Linked DNA regions of Mus musculus: region 1 is linked to region 2. Evidence: chromatin contacts called from public Hi-C data. All regions are on one chromosome and are shown on one strand. The core of a region is the stretch at or near the end of the contact, and the rest is flanking DNA. Distances in the headings are between cores, read along the strand shown. Region 1 overlaps Abtb2 (ankyrin repeat and BTB (POZ) domain containing 2). Region 2 overlaps Cat (catalase).

What was found. A called contact is a pair of places that touch in the nucleus more often than the background predicts.
Region 1: a contact with region 2 is called in a Hi-C map of the N1E-115 cell line, with 4 times the contacts expected there. The contact joins two enhancer-like sites. A contact is called at or near these places in 3 of 484 Hi-C or Micro-C datasets (the N1E-115 cell line, nephron progenitors and stem cell-derived primordial germ cell-like cells).

What each region holds. Positions count from the first base shown.
Region 1 is chr2:103,642,319-103,645,382 of GRCm38.p6, reverse strand. The region is part of intron 1 of Abtb2 (ankyrin repeat and BTB (POZ) domain containing 2); the gene reads right to left. It overlaps 8030431J09Rik (a long non-coding RNA gene), which reads right to left. Exons shown (of 2, transcript XR_866592.2): 2 at 602-3,064. Among named protein-coding and RNA genes, the nearest start is that of 8030431J09Rik, 72 kb to the right of the region's middle. Within about 2 kb of position 1,607, at least 51 of the 459 cell types and tissues checked have an H3K27ac peak or open chromatin away from gene starts, as enhancers often do. A contact at or near this core is called in the N1E-115 cell line, where this site is marked.
Region 2 is chr2:103,459,173-103,462,721 of GRCm38.p6, reverse strand. Cat (catalase) reads left to right here. Exons shown (of 13, transcript NM_009804.2): 10 at 2,350-2,480. Among named protein-coding and RNA genes, the nearest start is that of Cat, 24 kb to the left of the region's middle. Within about 2 kb of position 1,346, at least 55 of the 459 cell types and tissues checked have an H3K27ac peak or open chromatin away from gene starts, as enhancers often do. A contact at or near this core is called in the N1E-115 cell line, where this site is marked.

The DNA.
Region 1 (3,064 bases), core at 358-2,857, 180 kb before region 2:
AAAACAAACAAAAACAAAAAACTGCTCAACAGTCCATGTATCAATTTTAGGTAACCTAGGAACAGTTAGGACCAAGATCAGGTTTGTATGGAAGATAGAGCTGTATAAATGCCTCCACTTTACGATATTCTTTATTTGGGGTTCCTGGAAAGGCCTTCATTCCTCTCTCATTTGGAAGACTTAGCTCATAAAAACCTGCATCTTCCAAGTTTTTGGATTTATATAATTGCATTATATAAAACATGTACTTTATGTATTTGATACAAAGTCTCATGTAGCCTGGGCTGGCCCTGACTTTATTATGTACCTTAGGATAACCTTGAACATGGGATCCTCTTGCCTCTACCTCCTACCGCAGGATTACTGGCTTGTACCACCACACCCGACTCTCACTTTATTTTTATTTCTGCAGATCTAGGGTAGTGATAATGAAAACTATTAAGAAGGACAGTAATTGGATTTCTGTTCTGTAGATTAATATAGAGCACATGAATTACAAGCCCAGGAGGGAAGGGGCTGCAAGAGAACCCGATGCTAATTCAGCTGTGATGAGTTGATGCACGTAGACTTGTGGATAATGGGTATTGGGATAAATTTGTAATTGTCTGCATTTTCTCTCTTTGGAAATGCTACTACACATCCTCCTTTGGCTTCCCCCATCCAAGGCACAGCCATTTTCATGATTTGGTGAATAAGCTACATTCTTCTGGCTTTTAACAAGCACCATACAGTGCTGTCTGTCCCACCCCTCAAATTAAATAAGACTTGTTGTGACACAGCTGCAGTTCCCGGCTGCCAACATTTGGGAGGCCAGAACAACTTCCTACTTGGCAGGGAAGGCTGCTGGTTTTTACAGAGTCCTTCCAGCCCCTCAAACACCAGCACACTCCTGGTCCTCACATCCTCACATATGGAATGGTGAAATCAGGGATTACTGCACCCATTATGCTGAAAAAAGAAAAAAGAAAAACTGCTATCCAGACATGCAGCAGGTTCAAGGCTTGCACAGTAGGCTCTTTAATACACTGGTAGCATTAGTTAGGACCATCTGTTGGTTAGGAATAACATTCTGTTCTCTAAGGGATACAAAGACAATTTCAGAAAGTTCTCTATTATCAACACTCTTGTCTGTGTTTTACTCCCAGAGTCTATAATCTGGGCACCTCCTCTAAAGATGGAAAATTTTACAAGGGAAAGAATGTGCCCAAGGTCACACTGCACTGCCAGATCCAAGAATTACTTCTCCATTTGCCTGGCAGAGCAGAGCCCTTGAGTCAGTGTCTAGACAAGACAAAGGAGGGTCCTCCTACAGCAAAGCTAACAGGGATGCAGAGTGAAGCTGCGGGCATCTTCCAATTACACCTCCAACAACCAATAAGCCCACTCCTAGCCCACCCCCACCATGCTTTCTGGTTGGACTTTTCTTCCTCCATTAGCCTTGATAAATTACATGGCCCCACAGCAGGGACTGTTTCTTCCTCTCAGCTTTGTTTGGAGCATTGTCCCAGCAGGGCTCAAATAAAGGGCTATTATTAATGGTGACAATAATGCGATACTGTTTTCTCAAGGGCCTCCACCAGGGCCTGCCAGGTCAGCGCTGGCAACTTGCTGCTGCCTCTTGCTGGTAGTTTTCATCTGCTAAAGCCAGCTGTCCAGAGGATGGCACCCTGTCCTCTGTATCCAGTCATTGACACTTTTATTACATCCTCTATAGCCCTGAAAATCGGACTGAGAGGAACCAATAGACCATGTCAGAGAGCCATGAAAGGACTAACCAGGCCACACACAGGAGGCACCCCAGGCCCAGGGCAATGGGTTCCAGATATATTTAGAGCTGAGGATACTCCCAGTTAGAGGCCTGAATGTTAAATGCCTTGCGAGTCTGCTGTAGCATCAGAATGTTGCAGTGTCTTTGAAGCTGTGAGTGCCTTGAAGGTTAGGAATCACGTCTTGAGCTGTTTGTGGTGGGCAGAGAGGACACGGGGAGCTATAACATGATTAGACTCACATGTGGGAGGGGGCACACGTTTGTATCATTGTTCATAGGAGAGCCAGACTCATTCTTCATATCCATGAACTGGGTTCTAACTATTCATTAAGAAAGGATCAGTGGATAAAGTAAAATTGATTTTAATTTTAACTAATTTGGGGAAGGCAGCTTCTCATAGAGCCCAAGTTGGCCTCACTGTGTAGTTGAGAATGAACTTGACCTTCTGCTCTACCTGCCTCTACCCCCTGAGTGATGGGATTAAGGGTGTGCACCACAATACCTAGCTTTATGTGATGCTAGAGATTAAACCCAGGGCTTTGTGCATGCAATGTGAGCACTGTGCCAACTAAACTCCATCCCCAATCCCTAAAATTGTTCTTCTTTTATTGCAGAAGACAGCATAGCTTAGCATGGTAGTATACTATATAATCCCAGTGCCTGAGGCAGGAGGATTGTGAGCTGGAGTTCAGCCTGGGCTACATAGTGAGATCCTATCTAAAATAAAACAAAATAGAAAAGCAATCAGTGTGATAGGGCAGGGCAAATGTGGATATGAAGTAGGTTTTAAATATATCTTAGTCCCCATTTGAGTTTCTCTTTTCACAGTTTGATATCCACAGTCAACTGCAGTCTGAAAATAGTAAGTGGAAATTTCTGAAAACAATTCACAAGTTTTAAATTGTGCCCTATTCTAAGTAATATGGTAAGAATCTAACCCACTCTACCTCAGATGGAAACCACCCCTTTGTGCAGTTTGTTCACACTGTAAATGCCACCTGGCCTCTAGTCACTAAGCAATGTCTCAGTCATCAGGTTAACTGTCTCAGCATTGATGGGTTGTGCTCGAATAACCCTAATTTTACTTAGTAATGGTCTGAAGTACAAGATTAGTAATGCTGGCAATGAGAAAACAGCAGAGGGAAACAGTAAAGGGGCCTTAAGGAGAAAAGTGGAAGTTCTCAATAAGGAAAGAAAACAAGCATGCTGAGCTGAAGGTCGTTTGTAAAAACATACTCTGAATTTGTGAAGAAGGAAAAAGAAATTTGTGTGGTTTTGCTCTCACACCCAAACTGT
Region 2 (3,549 bases), core at 97-2,596:
GCTACCGAGATGACATTCTCCTGCATTTGAGTGCTTTGAGGGTTCATTTGTCAAGTGCGTGGCTTTCCCATCTTAATTACCTTCTTGATGCCAATGCACCGAAAGCCTCAGGTCTTAGTTCTGGATAGCCAAGCAGAGTGCTTGGTTGATGTGTCTTCTTTTAATATTCGAGTTTAATGAATATCTTGGTTTTTTAATTTCATGCTGGGAGCCTGTGCTTAAGTTAATAGCTGCAGAAGTCGGTCTCTGAAGAAGTTTGACCAGTGAAGTCTATTTGAAACAGTAGCTATCTGTACAAAAATCAAACATATCGTATACTAGAGGGTACACCTCCAATAACAAAGAATATGTGTACTCTAAAGGCAACTTGGGATATAGAGGACAAACACCCATGTAATAGTTCTAACACCCAGAGGCCAGGCCAATCGCATCTTTCAGTATTTCTTGCAGTGCTCCTTCAGGCGCCATTTTTACACATTTAGTTGCTTTGCACATGCTTTTTGTGCTCTGCTGTCCTGTCCTTAACTCCCAGGCCTCCCTGGCGTTTACTGACTGCGCATGCTTTCTGCCAAACTCCACTGAGTAGGTCTAGTATTTCTGCTCCCTTAAGACTCTGGAGGCATGGGCCTGAGTCGTCGTAGTTGACACTTCCTGTGTCTAAATCTTGCCTTTCCGGTCTTCGAGACTTTGATGTTTTTTTCCTTCTTTTGTGGCCTTTTTGTTATTGCAGCTGTGCCTGGCACCGACAGATGTCCCTGTTTCTCTTGAGCTTAGTTTATAGTTAATTAGTTCGTGTTTACATCCCGCTGGCACACTTGTGAGAAAGTTGCTCTGGGGTTGACGCTGAAGTCCTCTGCTTGATTTTAGAGCACGTTTGTGCTGTGCTCTGGAAATTCTCATGAAAGAGCTTAATTGTTTCCAGTTGCCAGAGCCTCCAAGACAACTCCCACTCTTGGGTAAAGGTCAGGATGTATTTGAAAATAGAATTAAAAACCTCTCAAAGGGTGAATTCCTAGTGAAGAAATATTGTGGTGGTTAGCTGTTGAAGTCTTTCCTTGCCGTAGCGACACAGCTACCCCAAGGCTACGTTCTGAAATGAGTAACCGATCGCCATAATGGTATATGGCCTTTTTTTTTTCTGCCCTGCATGCACCCTTGGTGCCTTGGTCACTGTGTTAGGTGGCATCTCCTAATTATCCATAGTGGAAAATCTGTCCTGTCGGAGAGCCACGAAGCATTCCAGTCACAGGCTGCTTCCTGTGAGCCACTCCTTAGCCTAGGCAGCGTTCTGTACGGGCAGTGTGAGCTCCCATAGTCAAGTTTCTGCTGATACCAGCCAAAGCGGCAGCGTGCCATGTGGAAAGTAAATATACCACAACAAGGGGCCAGTGAGGTAGCTCAGAGGGCTCAGGGAACCTGCTGCAAGCTCAAAGATCTGAGTTCACTCTCAGGGACCCACATGGTGGATGGAGGGAGAGAGTTGACTCTCACAAGCAGCTCTTTGACGTCCGTACGGGTTTTGTGGTATAAGTAAACCTGCACATGCACAGTAAATAAAAGTTAATAAAAAAATGCCAAGCTGAGAAAAAGAAAAGCTTTATTTTTTTAATCTCAGAATCATGAAGGATGTATAATTATATCTGCCAGTATTTTGTCCAAAAAAATTAAGATAAATGAAAGCTAGCATATTACAAATACAGATTTATTTTTTAACTTTTCCAAGTGGGGAAAGTAAAAATAGAATTGAGGGGAACATTAGAATAAGCTAAGGAGAGATGTTCCAAAGCCTTAAAGGCATGCGAGGAAGAGTTTTGTCGAGTTTCCTCATTGAAACAGACAGAAGTGCAGGCTTCTAGCCCTGCCCCACCAACAATGCACCAGCTATGAACATCTCAGAGCTTCAGATTTGGCCAGGGAATGAGGGGATAGAACTAGGTTGCTCTGTACAGTTGAGTCAACGATTAGATGGAGCCTACATCCAAATGAGACGATCAGATCCCCCGGTGTCTCTGGGCCTGATCTCAGAGACAACTACGTCACATCTTTGAAGAAACTTCCTGGTGCAGGTAAGCACCAGGCGGTGTTATAGACAAGGACCTCTGAAGTGTTGACTGGCATTTGAGATCTCTTTACTCAGGCAGCCCACACGTGCCTGTGGGCAGGGCAGTGTCCCCGAGCCTGTAGTTAGACCTGAGGAGAGAGAATCATTTCCCAGCATGTGATGTGTTTACATCGGTGCCTGATGTATGTGTGTTTGATTACTGCTGTGGGCCTCTCCTTCCCAGATTGATGACTCACTAAGGATGACTAAGATGACATCTCTAAGGATGTCTCTGCTTCTTTTCAAAGGTGGTGCCCCCAACTATTACCCCAACAGCTTCAGCGCACCAGAGCAGCAGCGCTCAGCCCTGGAGCACAGCGTCCAGTGCGCTGTAGATGTGAAACGCTTCAACAGTGCTAATGAAGACAATGTCACTCAGGTAATGGCTTTCTGGGCTCCTCCTGGGAGCTTGGCTGTTTTTCTTGTCAGACCTCATTAACGAGTGCCATTAGTCTCATTATATAGCTCTGCTGGCCTATATAGACCAGGCTGGCCTTGACTCCTATGTGCCCTCCTTGCTTCTCTCTCTCAAGTTCTGGGACTAAAGGCGCATGCCATCACATCGGACTTACTGGCCACTTCTTAAGGTGTCTGTCTTACTTAGGGTTTTACTGCTGTGAACAGACACCATGACCAAGGCAAGTCTTACATATGACAACATTTAATTGGGGCTGGCTTACAGGTTCAGAGGTTCAGTCCATTATCACCAAGGCAGGAGCTGACAGCGTCCAGGCAGGCATGGTGCAGGCTGAGCTGAGAATTCTATATCTTCATCTGAAGGCTGCTAGCAGAATACTGGCTTCCCAGCAGCTAGGATGAGTCTTAAAGCCCACACCCACAGTGACACACCCACTCCAAGAAGGCCACACCTTCTAATAGTGCCACTCCCTGGGCCGAGCATACACAAACCATCACAGTGTCTAATGCACCTTGAATTGAATCCAAAGAAGACTTAGCTCTAACAAATCAGTCTCTATTGGCTAGAGCCAAAGAGCTGTCTGGCTACTCTGTCCATTTCACATATCAGGACTCGTTCTCAGCCCCCACCCCCAGCCTTTATTGAAATGATTGGGCGATGCTGGGGACAGTGATCTCCTGGGAATTTAAGAAATGAGCAAGTCTATTGGCAGAGGAACTCAGTTTCCAGGGACTAGACCTGGCGATCCGAGACGGCCACTGACGACCAGGAAAATGGTACTTTGCTAGCCTTACACAGACAGGGCCTTGGGTTTGAATCCTAATCCTGGAAAACTCACAACAAAACTGGCATCGAGAGTGTGTGGGTTCCTCTCAGGGCTCCTGGGCACCCGGCTCTGCTGTTCTCAGGGAGTGGGGGGGGGGTTCACTTCCGCTTTCCACTGCTGGCTGCTTGTTCCCACTGCACTGCCTCCTCACCCCCCTTTTTTTCTCCTCTGCCTCTCAACTTCTGCTGTTTGGCCACGCCCACA